Regions from separate parts of the Mus musculus genome. Here region 2 is linked to region 1. A link is a contact called in public Hi-C data. All regions are on one chromosome and are shown on one strand. Each heading gives the region's core, a stretch centred on a gene start, on an enhancer-like site or on the middle of the called end of the contact. The rest is flanking DNA. Distances are from core to core; before and after follow the strand shown.

Region 1 (6,766 bases), core at 1,923-4,422:
CCTTACACACACACACACACACACACACACACACACACACACACACACACACAGAGGGGAGGGGATGGAGCAGGAGAGAGGGAGAGAGAGAGAGAAATAAAATAAAAAGAAGAAATAAAACAAAAAACAAAAAAGCAGCCACCCTTCTGTCATCTAAGCCTTTAGCAGGATGGTGCCAAACTAGGGTTCAGTGCTGGGTTACCGATTTGACTGTTAGCCCTGCTTAATAGCTGAAGCCCTGGAAAGACTGTAGGAAACATACCTTAATTCGAAAGTCTTCATTTAAAAGTTCAAATTTTACATTTGGCTAGTTGATCAGACTTGCATTTTTAAATTTGTTTTTGATGAAGGAAACAAGCCAAGTACAAAGGGGCCCTATGCCCTATGTCAAGTATTTTGAGAATAGTTAGGAAAGGTCATGAAATGGATGTAGCTGATTGTTACTTACTGAGTAAATCACATAAGTGACCAGGACATTTAATCACGATTCAGCAGTAGCCAGTTTTTGAGGCTGAGAAGTTTAAGAACTTTGAATTTGCTGTTTTTGTTTTAGTTTTGTTTTAAGTTAGAGGTTGACACTGTGAATATTTTTTTTATTAGTTCTTACTGTTCTTTTAAAACAAGCATTTTAGGTTCCATGAAAGATGGAACAGATAGGTCATTTTGGTAAATCTCCTGCCCCATACTCTCCCAGACAATGTCCCCTCCCCGCCCGCACTATAACTTGTTCCATCAGAGTGGTACTCTCTGTTACATGGATGCCCTTCAGTGGACGTGTCCTGGTCTCTAATGCCCAATGTGGATGATGCACTAGAGTGTCACATGGAGTCATTTTACAGCTCTCAAAATCTTCTCTACCTAACCATTGGTCAGCTGGGGAAAACTAATTCCTTTGCTCCCTCCATACTGTTGTCTCTCCCTGAATGGTATATAATTGGAAACATGCCGTCTGAATCTTTTTCAGGTCCATTCCTTTTTTCTCTATAATGAAGAGTTTGGTTACTCTGATGTCTGCTTACGGCTTTATGTGTGTTTAGTATATATTTATTGGAAATTGTAGAAGTTGAATATAGATGCTCATCTTTCAAAACACACAAGGTGGTGGTGGGTGTAGTGAGTTGGCTCAGCAGTTAAAAGCACTAGCTGCTCTACCAGAGGCCCCTGGACACCTGTGGCAGCTTACAACCATCTGTAATTCCAGTTCCAAGGAATCTGACGCCCTCTTCTGGCCTTCTCAAGCAATACATGTAAATGTGCAGACAAAAACACCATAAAGTACAAATAAGTTTTTTAAAAATTAAGAAAAATAACCCATGGGGCTGGAGAGATGGCTCAGTGGTTAAGGGTGCCGAAAGCTCTTCCGAAGATTGTGGGTTCAAATCCCAGCAACCACATGATGGCTCACAACCATCGGTAATGAGGTCTGATGCCCTCTTCTGGGATGTCTGAGGACAGCTACAGTGTACTTACATGTAATAAATAAATAAATCTAAAAAAAAAAAAAGAAAAATAACCCATTAATACACAGAATTTTATGTATGCGTGTATAGTTATTCACTTGGTTCCTAGATGCCAGAGCAGAAGGGTTCTGCTCAGGTGTTCTTTGACACTGATAAGATTATGCTGCAGTTTGCCAGCTGTAAGACTTTCTATTCCCAGCTGGAATCGAAGGCCAGCCGCTTCCCTGAGAACTTTACCCTGAGATCCAAATCACAATAACTCTCATTATAATCCTGCGCGATTGACTTCCTAATGAGGAAAGGAAGGCTGGAAAGTGGTTCCTTCAAACTCACTAAACGTGGAGAGGATTAGAACACAGAATGAGCCCTCCCCTAGAGTTGATCTGGGCATAGTTTGCGAGGAGGAAATCATTTGTCATTGCTTCTCTGGACCACTGGTGAATTTTAAAACACTTTATATCATTTGTTTAAATTACAGAGTTTTAAATCCCCAGACTTTATAAGCAGGTCATAAGATCGATGCATGAGAGTGTTTATTTATCAGCAGTCAGATGGTGGGTCTGCTGTCCTGCCTAGCTTTGTGTAATTCTTGGATGTTTATTAAGCAGGATATGGACTCTTAGGAAAAATTAGAAAACATAGGTGGTAGTATGAAGTAATATGGACTCTCAGTGTGTGTCTGTGTTGTGTGTGTGTGTTGGATGAAAGAGAGCTAGGGAGAGGGAGAAGGAAGAAAAATTTTTATGTGAAAAATTTAAATAGATCCAGAGGTTTCAGTGAAGAATATAGACTGACCTTGTGTGTAGGTAAAAGGTAACTATGAGGACTTGAAAACAAAAAACGACTGGGCATTTATATTCTGTTATATTATTTTATTTTATTGCACAAAAGCCCTAGAACTTTAGTTTTAATTTTGATGATTAACAAAGCTAATAATAGCCAAAACCTGTACATTTTGGCACGTGTGTAAATATTTGGCATGTGGCATGTTCCTCCCCTTCAGGCACCGAGAATGAAGAAGCTGAAAAAGAGTACCAAAGCGACAACCAAGCAAGTTGGGTCCATCGGATGCTAATGGCCTTGGTGAGCGACTCGGCTTTATTCAATACCCGAGAAGGACGTGCCGGAAAGGTGCATAACTTCATGCTGGGCTTGAATCTCAACACATCATATCCACTGTCTCCCCTGAGAGACTTCAGCTCTCAGGATTCCTTCGATGACGAGCTCGACGCAGCGGTAGCAGGTATGTAAGCCGTCTAAGCTACTTCAGGATATCTTTAATTTTAATTGGGGAGAAGCATTGTAATTATGGTCAACATTTAACTAGACTCAATTTTAAGAACATTGACTTGTGAGAGACATTACTACTACTGCTACTCCTACTACCACCACTACTACTACTGCTACTATTGAAGAAAAATACATTGGTTAGGTAATGGCCTAGCCATGCTAGTATAGAAAATATTCTTTGAAATACTTTCTTAATTGATCAGGGTTCCCCTAGAGTCAACAGGAAACCTCTACCGTGATAATTATAGAATAGTGTAAAGTAGGGAAATAGGTGCTTCCAGAGTTGTTCCAAGGATTAGAGAAGCAAGTCCGAGGCTTCCAGGAGTGACTCCAAAAAACACCAGACTCATTCCCCAAACGCCTCCACAGTCGTGCCTGGCAACGGAAAGAGAAGAAGCAGCACAGCTATGTCTCATTTCCTCCTTTCTATCCCGTGGGCGGGCCTCTTTGGAAAAGGCCAGGTCTCTACAGATGGGATCTTTGAGGATGCGATGAAAGTTCTCTAGGCCTGGCGCCCCCTTGTGGTAACAGGGAACGTGCAGCACAGGGGTTGGAGTGGAGCCTTCTGCAGTGCCCATCTGGACAGGGAAAATTCCTCTCCAGTTTTCAGGCAAGACTAGGAAACCTTGTGAAGTTGCTTGGTTAAGAATCTAGTCACTTTCACACTTGTCCCTAAGTGAAATTCCCAAGTGTAGTAACCTTTTATTCTTCAGTTCCCTGTGACTTACAGATTAAATGTTACGTTAGCCTTGCTGGTAAGTTATATGGGATACATCTTTTATATGGTGGCCTGAAATTTTCCTCTCAATCACCCCATCATCTTATCTTAGTCGTCTAAATATCATTTCTTAATCATCTCTGTCTTAAGGTCATTACTATGATGCTGTAAAACTTTAGATCAGATAAACAACAAAACTCCCTGAAGCTTTCCCATTGCCTTTGGAAATTATTATAGGCTTCAGAATTTGTTGTTGGTTTCTGTTTGTTTGACTTTAAGGGGAACAAATGTTGCATTTTGTATTGCGTGCACGGCCTTAAATTCTTGGATATGAGTTACATTTTTTCTTTATTTCTTTATTTCTTTTTTCAAGACAGGGTTTCTCTTATAGCCCTCGCGGTCCTGGAACACACTGTGTAGACAAGGCTGGCCTTGAACTCAGAAATCTGCCTGCCTCTGCTTCCCAAGTGCTGGGATTAAAGGCGTGCTCCACCACTGCCCGGCATGAGTTGCTTTTAATTATACATTTATTATCCCCAAATCTATGCAGATTATCTGTAATAAAAATCTAATTGTGATAGAGTAAGTTTACCCGAACTAAAAATGGATTAAAACATACAGCTGGAAGCATTATTTTTCTTGTTTTGTGACTATACTGTTTGTCTTAACTGTCCTGTGGTAAATGCTTCTTCTGAAACTCGTGCTTTACGGTGACTGCTGACAGAATCAAGCAAATCATACTCATAGCTGTTAGATCTATAAAGGACCTTCAGCTACTTAACTTTCTAGACAAAGAATATCAGAGAAACTAGTTCTGTTGTCTTTGTTCCAAATGGCTCAGCAAATCTTGGCTTGGGCCACAGGTCTCAGGGGCTGTTCTAAGTCTTCCCTCCATCACACACCACCCATCCCTGTGGCTTTATTAGTCATTGTTTTGCTGATGTAAGAATGGAAGTTTTCTTGGTGTATACTTCGTTTCATCTCTTTTTCAGTATCATTTTGCCAAAACAGTTCATCTGAGGTTTGCACTGCATACATCCTAGCAAACGTTCCCCACATTTCAAGAACTTCCTGGTAGTTTTATAGTATCCAATATGCTTTTATTTGTCAGTGTTAGGACCATAAGAGAAAGCACTGAGTTCCAAATTAATTTTTTTAATATTAAACAATACATTTATGTGTATATAAATAACACAAAAACATTTGGGACCTATGGAGAATAAGCAATCATTTGCTGCTTAAGTGAGATGAGAATTGAAAGGGGCCACCCTGTGTTTCGGTGACTGTAGGAATTATGCCTCTTTATTGTTTGTCTTAACAGTTGTTCTGAACCCTCACCTGGTTTCTTTCTTTCATTCCTTTCTGCACTCGTCCAGAGTTTAGATGCACTCGCAACATGCTTGGACCTCAAGATTCACCGGCCAGCGTGTTCTGTGTAACCTCTGCTGTTGTGAAGATTAAACACACTTTAAGGCCTTTCTTCCAGGAGCTCGTTCATGGGAGGATTTCTCTGCTTTGGCTATAATAACACGAATAGGAAAGAGAAAACGAGCCACTCTGAGGGAGCTCTAGGTCAGTGAGGCATAGCGATACACAAGTGTGGCCAGCCTGGGGTTTCCCCTTGCTGTGAGGTTGGGAGAATAATTGCTGTGTATATATCACCTTGTCTCATGCCTTTTCCCTGAAAAAATAAAAATAAAAACACTTATTAGCAATTTAAAGAAGTAAAATCAACATAAGGAATGAATCATTCTAAAGTGTATAGCATATACACTAAACATTTGTTCTTGAGATTTGTTTTAGAGTAGTACGTTTTGGTTATCTAGTTATGTGTCAGTGTATGTGCACAAGGAGGCAAGAGAGGGGTTGGCGCCTTGAGGCCAGACTTCCAGTTGTGCACTGCCTGATGTGGGTGCTAGGAATGAAACTTGGGTCCTTTGCAGGGACAATTTGTGCCCTTAAACACTGAGCAACTTCTCCGGCTTCAGTGTTTGAGAGGCTCTTGACGCGTTCCAACGGAAAGTTGGTTTCTGTTAATAATCTTGGAAAAAGGTTTATTCTTCCATCTCAGTAAACACTTCATTTAAATTATTTTTTAATGTGATTTGTGTTTACTTGATTGAGATACACATGTAAAAGTTCTAATTAGTTCAATAATAAATTCCTCCAAATGTATTATTTAGATACCACCATTGCTAGACATAATTGTGTATTAGGCTGAATTCACCGAGCTTGTTAGTGTACATACAGATGAGGGTTTTCCAGAAAGAAACCTTATCTTCTTCCCGTCCTGTAGGAGTTTTAGAAAAATCCCATGTTTATTGTGAAGGCTAAAAGGTTTATCACAAACTGTGATCCCTGTGGTTCAAATGAGTTTATTAAAATTCCTGTGTATAGCTCAGTGCATAAAGTCACTTACTGTCTTGTCTGACACCCTAAGTGAAACCTCCAAGACTCATATGACAGAACCAACTCCCTCATGTGGCCCTTAGCCTCTATACATGGGCAATAGCATGTGTGTGACCTCCCGTCTCACACAGAAAGAAGTAAATAACAGTAATAAAAAGTGAAACAAAACCCAAAATACCCCTTCTATAGTGTACAACTGAAATGCCACTTTTAAGATAGTGAGAAGATATTCCCCTCTTAATTGTACACATTCTTTATGGAACCTAAGGAAAAGTAAAGGCTTTACATTTTAGATTTTGTCCAATGTACACATTAATATTGGAAGAAGCTTATATCTTATTCTATGGCAACTCTGCTCATACACATTAAATTTTGAGTGACACAGTTTCTTAGTCTAAAATGAGTAAAAAGGTGCAGTTATCTCATACCTAGGACTTCAGCTTTCAGACATTTTGAAACAAGATAAATTATAAAATAATAAAAATTGCCATATTAGTTGTGTGTGAAATAGTTAATTGTCTGTAGAAATAAATTTTGGAGGAGTTATTCATCAGTCACGTGGCTTCTTTCCTGTTTACTTTGTGTTTATAGTGTTTACTGTGACACACATTATCTTGACTAACAAGTGGACATGAGATAATTCAGGCCAGAGTTCAAGACACAGATATCCAAATATTTGTCTGTTGTAAATTGAATCTATGTGATGGATTCATCAGATACGACATAACTCTTTAAGGCAGAATTCTCAACTGGCAGGTCACTACGCTTTTGGGTTTGAGCCTTTCATGAGAGGCATATATCAGATATCCTGTATAACAGATATTTACATTAAAATTCATAATAGCAAAATTATAGTTATGAAGTAGCAACAATGATTGAGAGCCAGAAC
Region 2 (6,766 bases), core at 2,282-4,781, 83 kb before region 1:
GAATGTTGATAATTATTCCATAGCAGCCCAAGAGCCTGCATAGTATCTGTGAAAACTATAAAAACGAACTGTGTGGGAGGAAGGATCACTTTCAGCTTGAATTCTCTAGTCCTGTATGCTATGCCTTAAGCAATACAGTCTTATGATTTACTCCTGGCAGGCAACCAGCAGCAGATACAGTAGCTCTCAGGGTTCTCTCTGGCCAGGCTGACCTTGAACCTATAATCTTCCTGACACAGCCTACCAAGTGCTTGGATTTCAGATCTGTGATGCCTCATCTGGTTTCACGTTCATTGTTGATAGAGATAGGGTTTGAAATTTTCTCTGCCACTGAGGTTTCTGTTTAACTGCATCTCATTTCTCTATTGACTTCTTTTTAGTCTTCTGGTCCCTGTAATCGGTAGCTACTTTCTGGTGATCCTGTTTGTTTGTTTGTTTGTTTGTTTGTTTCATTTTGGCCTGGTGGTTCATTTAGATAATTTTGTTAATGATATTTCAATGATATTTGAATGAGTTTGTTAGTAGCTCTAGGAATTAAGCTAATGTATTAATTTATTACAGTTTTCTTCATGTGAGTTTTAACTTATTCTTGTAAAATAGTCTTTCCATGTAGTTACAGGGCTTCTTTACTTATTTGGCTATTGCTGTTACATGTATCATATCTGCATTATTATAAATCATGTTTCTATAAACCTCATCCTTCTATAAAATATAGAGATAAAACTAAGACATATTGAGTCTGATATTCTTCATTTCTTCCTGTGAATTCAGATCATCTGTTGTCATTTCCTTACTCCAATATAGCTACATTTATAACTATATATATAGTGAAAAATAAAAAATAAAACATGATCAACAGAATAGGCCATTATACTGATATTCTGTCTGCTCATATTTCTGAAAGAGTTTGGTGGCTCCGTTTTTCTCAGTGTACAGCTTGATTCTTTCTGTACTTTGACCATGTGATCCCACTGCCTTCAGGATGTTGTTGGTTCCAATGAGAAGGCATTTGTTGATCTTTGGTTATCTCATGCATGGGCAGCTGTTATTTTCTTGCTCTTAAAATTCTTCTCTATTTCTTTGAATTTCACCAGGTGGATTATGTGTCTAGACAACATTCTTCTTTGTATTTATCCCACTTGGAGGAACTGAGCTTTATTGAAATGTTTTTAAATGAGGTTCAGTGGAATTTCAGCCAATTATTTGTTACCATTTTTTTTCTTTTCCTCTTTCTCCTTGGAAACTTTTGGTGTATGATTAACACTGTTTTTGTTGTCCTTTTTATTATTAATTTGTTTGTTTTAAAAACCTTGTTACATTTTATTTGTTTGTTTGTTTATTTATTTATTTATTTATTTATTTAGTGTGTTTATGTCTGTGCTTGCCAAGGAGCTTGTGTGGAGGATGTCAGAGAACAATGTGCAGAAGGGGGTTCTTCCTTCCACCATGGAGATCCTGGGGTCTGAATTCAGATCCTCACGCTTGGTGGCAGTCATCTCTACCAGCTGAGCCCTCTTCCTGGCCTTCTTATGATTACTTCTGAAAATGAAAGTCTAGATTACACACCAAAGTGTAAATTGTATGTGATGGCGTCTTTTGATTCTGAAATGTTTTATGGGTAAGTTATTGCTACTGTTGAGTTGTTTCAGTGACGGTCCTCAACTTATTCACAGATGTGCTCTCTTGTGGTCAAGCTTAGGAATGTTTGCTCAGGTTATCCTCTGTTTCCATTCTTGCTTTTGCTTTCTGTGTCCTTTTCCTAAGGTTCTTTCTAGGTTAGCATGGCTTAGTTGTCAGCCAGTGCTTGGGCAAAGATTTACTTAAGGATCTTAAATAAGTAGTACATCTCTGCTATGACATCTGTCTTGCAAGTGGCTTCAAGAATGCCTTCTAACTTCGGACAGTTTATAAGTCCCTGACTACGTTTTCCTCTCTGCCTTTATGATCCTCACATGGCATAACTGTGCCTACCTTCTTTCAGCATATCAGGAATACACTGGACATCACCTAGGCCTTTCTCCATTAACCTTTCCCCATCTGTTTTGTTGAAGATTGTATCTGGAGCCTTACACATTGTTCTTTTTGCCATATTTAATTTTCTGGCTGGTCTATTGTCTGGTTTTGTTGTTGTCCCAGACAGTGTGGATCACATTATAGTATAAGATGTATCTGGTGGTTGCTTCTGTGATCTTTGGTTTCTCTAACAACATCTGGGGTGTAGAATTTTCCATGTTCTGTCCAGTACCAATCAGCAAGGCAGCAGAGCTGTGTATTCACAAGGCTGTACTGCCTTACTAGTTAGAACTTCATGCTAAGAAACTGGGGAGGGTAGGAACAGCTCCTTCCTAAAATGCCAAAGGTCTTCATTCTCTCTGGTTCTTGGCATGTTGGAAGATATGTTCATATGCTTTACGTTCTTTTGAAGAGTTAGTAATTGATTACTTATGATATTTCTGCTTTGTCAGTGTTTCCACAGCCAGAACTTTTCAACTTCTTTTCTCTGCTGTTCTGGAAGCTTGTCTAGCTTGATATTCAACCTTTAAGTGGAACTTTTAGCTAAGATGCTAACCTATTTTTATAAAATAAAAATACTAAATATGGATTATTGGTATACTTTATATATTGTGCATGGTTTTGTTGTTGTTTGGTGGGTTGGTTTTTGTTTTGATTTTGAGATAGGGTCTCATGTATGACAAACTGACTTCAAACTCATGTAGCTGAAGATGACCTTGGATTCCTGATGTTTCTATCTCCCGACTACTAGGACACAGATGGGTATCATTAGTTGATTTGGTTCTAGGGATTTGACTATAAGTGTGGTGTGATGATTTGATTTCTTACCTTGACTTCCCCTTAATAATGGGCTGGAGCCTAAGATTATAAGCCAAATAACCATTTTCCTCCTCTAAATTGCTCTTTGTAAGTGCATTTTGCCATAGAAAAAGAAGTTTAAAAAATGGAGCAGAAATATTAGATCTAGGGTAGGGAGGAAGAAAGTCAGTGATCCACTTTCTCTTCCTTCAATAGTTTCTTCTTTCCATTCTAAATGGACCTGGTATCTAAATCCATGAGTTCATTACCTTGGCTCATTGCAAAAGTTAACGGAAATCTTCTAAGGCAGCCTGAATCTCATGAGAGCTGGAAAAAGTTTAGACCTGGGTGGAATTAAAGGAGACAAGAAAAAGGAAGTTGTTCTAGGACTAAAGGATTAATGCCATGAGTCATGTTTGTCTAATATCTAGTTATCTCGTAGTTCTTAACTCTGTAGCTTTAGAGAGGTGGAGACAAGAGAAGATGGGGGTGGATTTAATAATATTGGTTGGATCTAAATACATTGTATGCATATATGAAATTACCACATAATAATATAAACATTTAAGAAAGAATATTAGTTGGATACTTAACCTGTTAACTATCTCAAACACATTTCCTGCCAGGGAAGTGTCTGCCCAGGTCTGGCTGGAGGATGTGGTTTTGGCTAATAGTCGGATGGTGAACATGGTAGTTATGAATGGAGTTACTGGATGGGAAAAGAGGAAATAAAGTTGCTGACACCAGGCTTTGGTCTCCAGCAACAGATTTCCTCTAAATGAAGAGTCATCTCAGTTCTTGTGGAATTTTCCTTCTTCCTCTTTTTATTTTTTAAAGTACAGTCTCATTTATAGCATCTTTTGCTGTTAAATATAGTTAGGAATGAACAGGAGGACCATTGAAAGAGTGTTATTGTGAGAACTTCCTATATGCACACACTTGCCATTATTCCTAGTTCTGTCCATCATCCATCATCCATTGAACACATCTTTATCTTGAACCTGCTTTGCTGTAGGCACCATGCTATGCACACAGAACAGCAAGGTGAACATGGACACTGACTTTATGCGTCTGGCTTTAGTTCCATAAAGGAAGGCAGACATGTTGGAATGGGAATTAAAGGCTTGAAGAAATATAAAATAAAAACAGGATCAGACATGCTTTGAAGGTCACAGAAAAATCTCTCAGGGGTAGTGACCTTGAAGCTGAGTTCTGAAGCTTAGGTCTGTTTTAGCTGGTATACAAGTGATGCCTACCGAGGCCTTCAGGATCTAACCCAGCTTCCTTTGTAATCTCCCCACCAACCATTTTTGCTGTTGGTTTTTATTTAGTAGCCACAGGTTCTCTGTCACTTCCTCCACATGCCTGCTGGGAACATTATCTTCTAAGACCACTCATTTACCCTTTTCACAGCCTAGCTTTAGGAGACGCTCGCCTTTTCCTGTTACATTATTTACTGTGTGATTGTTCTGTAAAATATAAGTTCTTACAATGATGAGCAGCTATCTCAATTGTCGCTTTACCTCTGGGACCTTGGAATATGATTGATAGACATAGCTAAATGTTCTACTTGAATATTTGTTAAATAAGTGGATGGACAAAAGATGCAGGCTATAGTTTTGCACCTGAGAGAACATCCTACACTTGGCGAAAGGGAAGATGATCTGTATGGTTGTGAATAGAAAAGAGGAAGGAAATGGAACGGGAACGGGGATAGAGATGAAAATCTAATCTAGAAGTCTCCTACATCAGTGTTTGTCAAACGGTGAGGAGTTGAGCCATAAAACAATTTTGGTGGACTTCTCTTAGCATTTAATCAAACGGGACAATACAATACTGTACCATGTTCCTAGTAAAAGCATCACATTAAGCTCTCTTCCACATATATATGTATGTGTATGCATTCATATTATGGTATGGCAGAAAAAGTTTTCTTGTTTTAGTGTGAAATAAATAAGTATGAAAGAATCATTTAGTGATCAAGTGAAGACTGTCTGGTTTTCTGCTATAAGACTAAAGGACTCATGAAAACTATTTTCACAGAGGAGGTAGATTTCAAGGAGCCCTTTCATCAGAAGGCATCAATCCTAGAAGACGATCCTGCTTTTACTAACATAGAAGCGTTAGGTGTTGTGCAGAGCTATGCTGTTCTTTGCTATGTCTACAATCTCTAGGTTTCTGGGAGGCAGGAGCTCTGCCTTGTTTACTGTATCTGGTGCCTAACATATGCTCGTACTTAGCAATGACCTAGGGGTTGCATGAATGACCAGATTAGTCTACCGAGAAATGTTTGTTTTTCTAAAGCTGCAGTTTGTGAATTTAATAGCTATAGAAGCCTGCTGACAACACACATGCAAGGCAGCAATTCTACTACTGAACTACACCATAGCCCACCTACAGCTTTTAACATGAATAATTTGGGTGAGAATAATTTGGGTGAGAATAATTTTGGTGAGAATAATTTGGGTGAGAATAATTTGGGTGAGAATAATTTGGGTGAGAATAATTTTGGTGAGAATACCAGTCATAACCCTCTTTGCTTTCATAGATTCCAATATGGATCTACTATAACAATAAAAACCAAAACTAAACATTAAAAAAGAAAAAAGCAAAACAAAACAAAACAAACAAGCAAACAAACAAAAAACCCATAGTAAGCATAAACAACTACCAAAACAAAACAAAACAAAAAGTGCATTTTGTGTTAGCCAGTTTCTCCTGGCATGTGGCCTGCCCTGACTTGTAGGTTATATACCCAGTGATAGTCTATTGGAGAAAACTAATTTTCCCTTTCTCGGAAGGTATCGATTGACTGTAATAGCTTGTAGGTTAGGGGTAGAACTCTGTGTTCATCTCCCCTTCTTAGAGCTGGGATTTTTTTTTTCCTTTTTGAACCTGTATAGGTATTGTGTATGTTATCACAATCTTTGTGAGTTTTGGCCTTATTTATTATTTTCAATTGTAATTATGTTCATGTGTTTATGTTTATGTGAGAATATGTGCACATTTAAGTTTTGGTGCTTGAAAACTCCAGAAGACAATGTTGGATGCCCCCTTAAGTTGGATTAGCCTCGAGGTTAGGGATTAGCAGAGTGAAATAGGGTTGCAGTGTTCATGTAGTTTATCTCTTCCAAACCTCAGGTTGTGTGTTAGTCATACCCTTAGTTTGCTTCTTTCTTGCTATGATAAAGGCCATGGGAAACCACAACTAGAAGAGGAAGCAGTTAATTCGACGTCCAAGTTCATGTTACAGCGTATCATCTAGAGAAGCAGGACAGGAATTCAAGGCTTCCTGAAGGGAGAAGCTGAGAAAGATGCATAATAATCTGAAATCATCAATTACATTTTCTTTTTAAATATATGTTGCCCAGGGTGATCTCAAACCTTGAAGGAGTAGATAGCTGACCTAGAATTGTTAATCTGACTATACCTCCCAAGTGTTGGAATTATAGGCATGTAGCATTGCATCTGACTTTTGGAAACTAAGTGACGAAATGAACTTCTGTGAGCCCAAACATTAAAACTGTAACACAGAGATCCTTGGTGATAGTCTCATTTATCATCACATTTTTTTTTTATGGGTGGTGAAAGAAAATAAAGACAAATATCTCACGAAGCTCAGGTTGGACTTGAACTCCTGATGTTCTTGCCTCTACCTGTGAGTCCTGGGAATGTGTGTTTTCCCATGCCTGGAAAATGTTTCATTTAAGTTTAAAGTAAGGCAATAAAAAACAAAAACACACAAACAAACAAAACCCACAACAGCTTTATATTGGTTTATTGAAAGAAAACCAGAATGATGGTTTAAAGTTACAATGCTGTATACATGCTGGGATATGATGGTGCAGCCTTTAATCCCAGCTTTTGGGAGGCAGAGGGAGGTGGAAATCTGTGAGTTTGAAGCCAGTCTGGTCTACAGAGATAGTTTCAAGATAGCTAGGGATACCCAGAGAAA

The links. Hi-C and Micro-C count contacts between places; a contact is called where the count stands out from the background.
Region 2: a contact with region 1 is called in a Hi-C map of bone marrow-derived macrophages, with 2.0 times the contacts expected there. The contact joins two enhancer-like sites. A contact is called at or near these places in 8 of 39 promoter capture datasets (the 3T3-L1 cell line, 3T3-L1-derived adipocytes, the C10 cell line and 3 more), 1 of 15 datasets of contacts at CTCF or cohesin (the NIH/3T3 cell line), 26 of 484 Hi-C or Micro-C datasets (3T3-L1-derived adipocytes, B cells, the C10 cell line and 18 more), 5 of 115 datasets of contacts at active chromatin or transcription factors (the HPC-7 cell line, bone marrow-derived dendritic cells, bone marrow-derived macrophages and 2 more) and 1 of 9 other capture datasets (liver).

What each region holds. Positions count from the first base shown.
Region 1 is chr1:149,853,382-149,860,147 of GRCm38.p6, reverse strand. It overlaps Pla2g4a (phospholipase A2, group IVA (cytosolic, calcium-dependent)), which reads left to right. Exons shown (of 18, transcript NM_008869.4): 14 at 2,464-2,703. Among named protein-coding and RNA genes, the nearest start is that of Pla2g4a, 100 kb to the left of the region's middle. Within about 2 kb of position 3,172, at least 60 of the 459 cell types and tissues checked have an H3K27ac peak or open chromatin away from gene starts, as enhancers often do. A contact at or near this core is called in bone marrow-derived macrophages and pancreatic cancer cells, where this site is marked.
Region 2 is chr1:149,937,231-149,943,996 of GRCm38.p6, reverse strand. All of the region lies in intron 1 of Pla2g4a (phospholipase A2, group IVA (cytosolic, calcium-dependent)), which reads left to right. Among named protein-coding and RNA genes, the nearest start is that of Pla2g4a, 21 kb to the left of the region's middle. Within about 2 kb of position 3,531, at least 61 of the 459 cell types and tissues checked have an H3K27ac peak or open chromatin away from gene starts, as enhancers often do. A contact at or near this core is called in bone marrow-derived macrophages and pancreatic cancer cells, where this site is marked.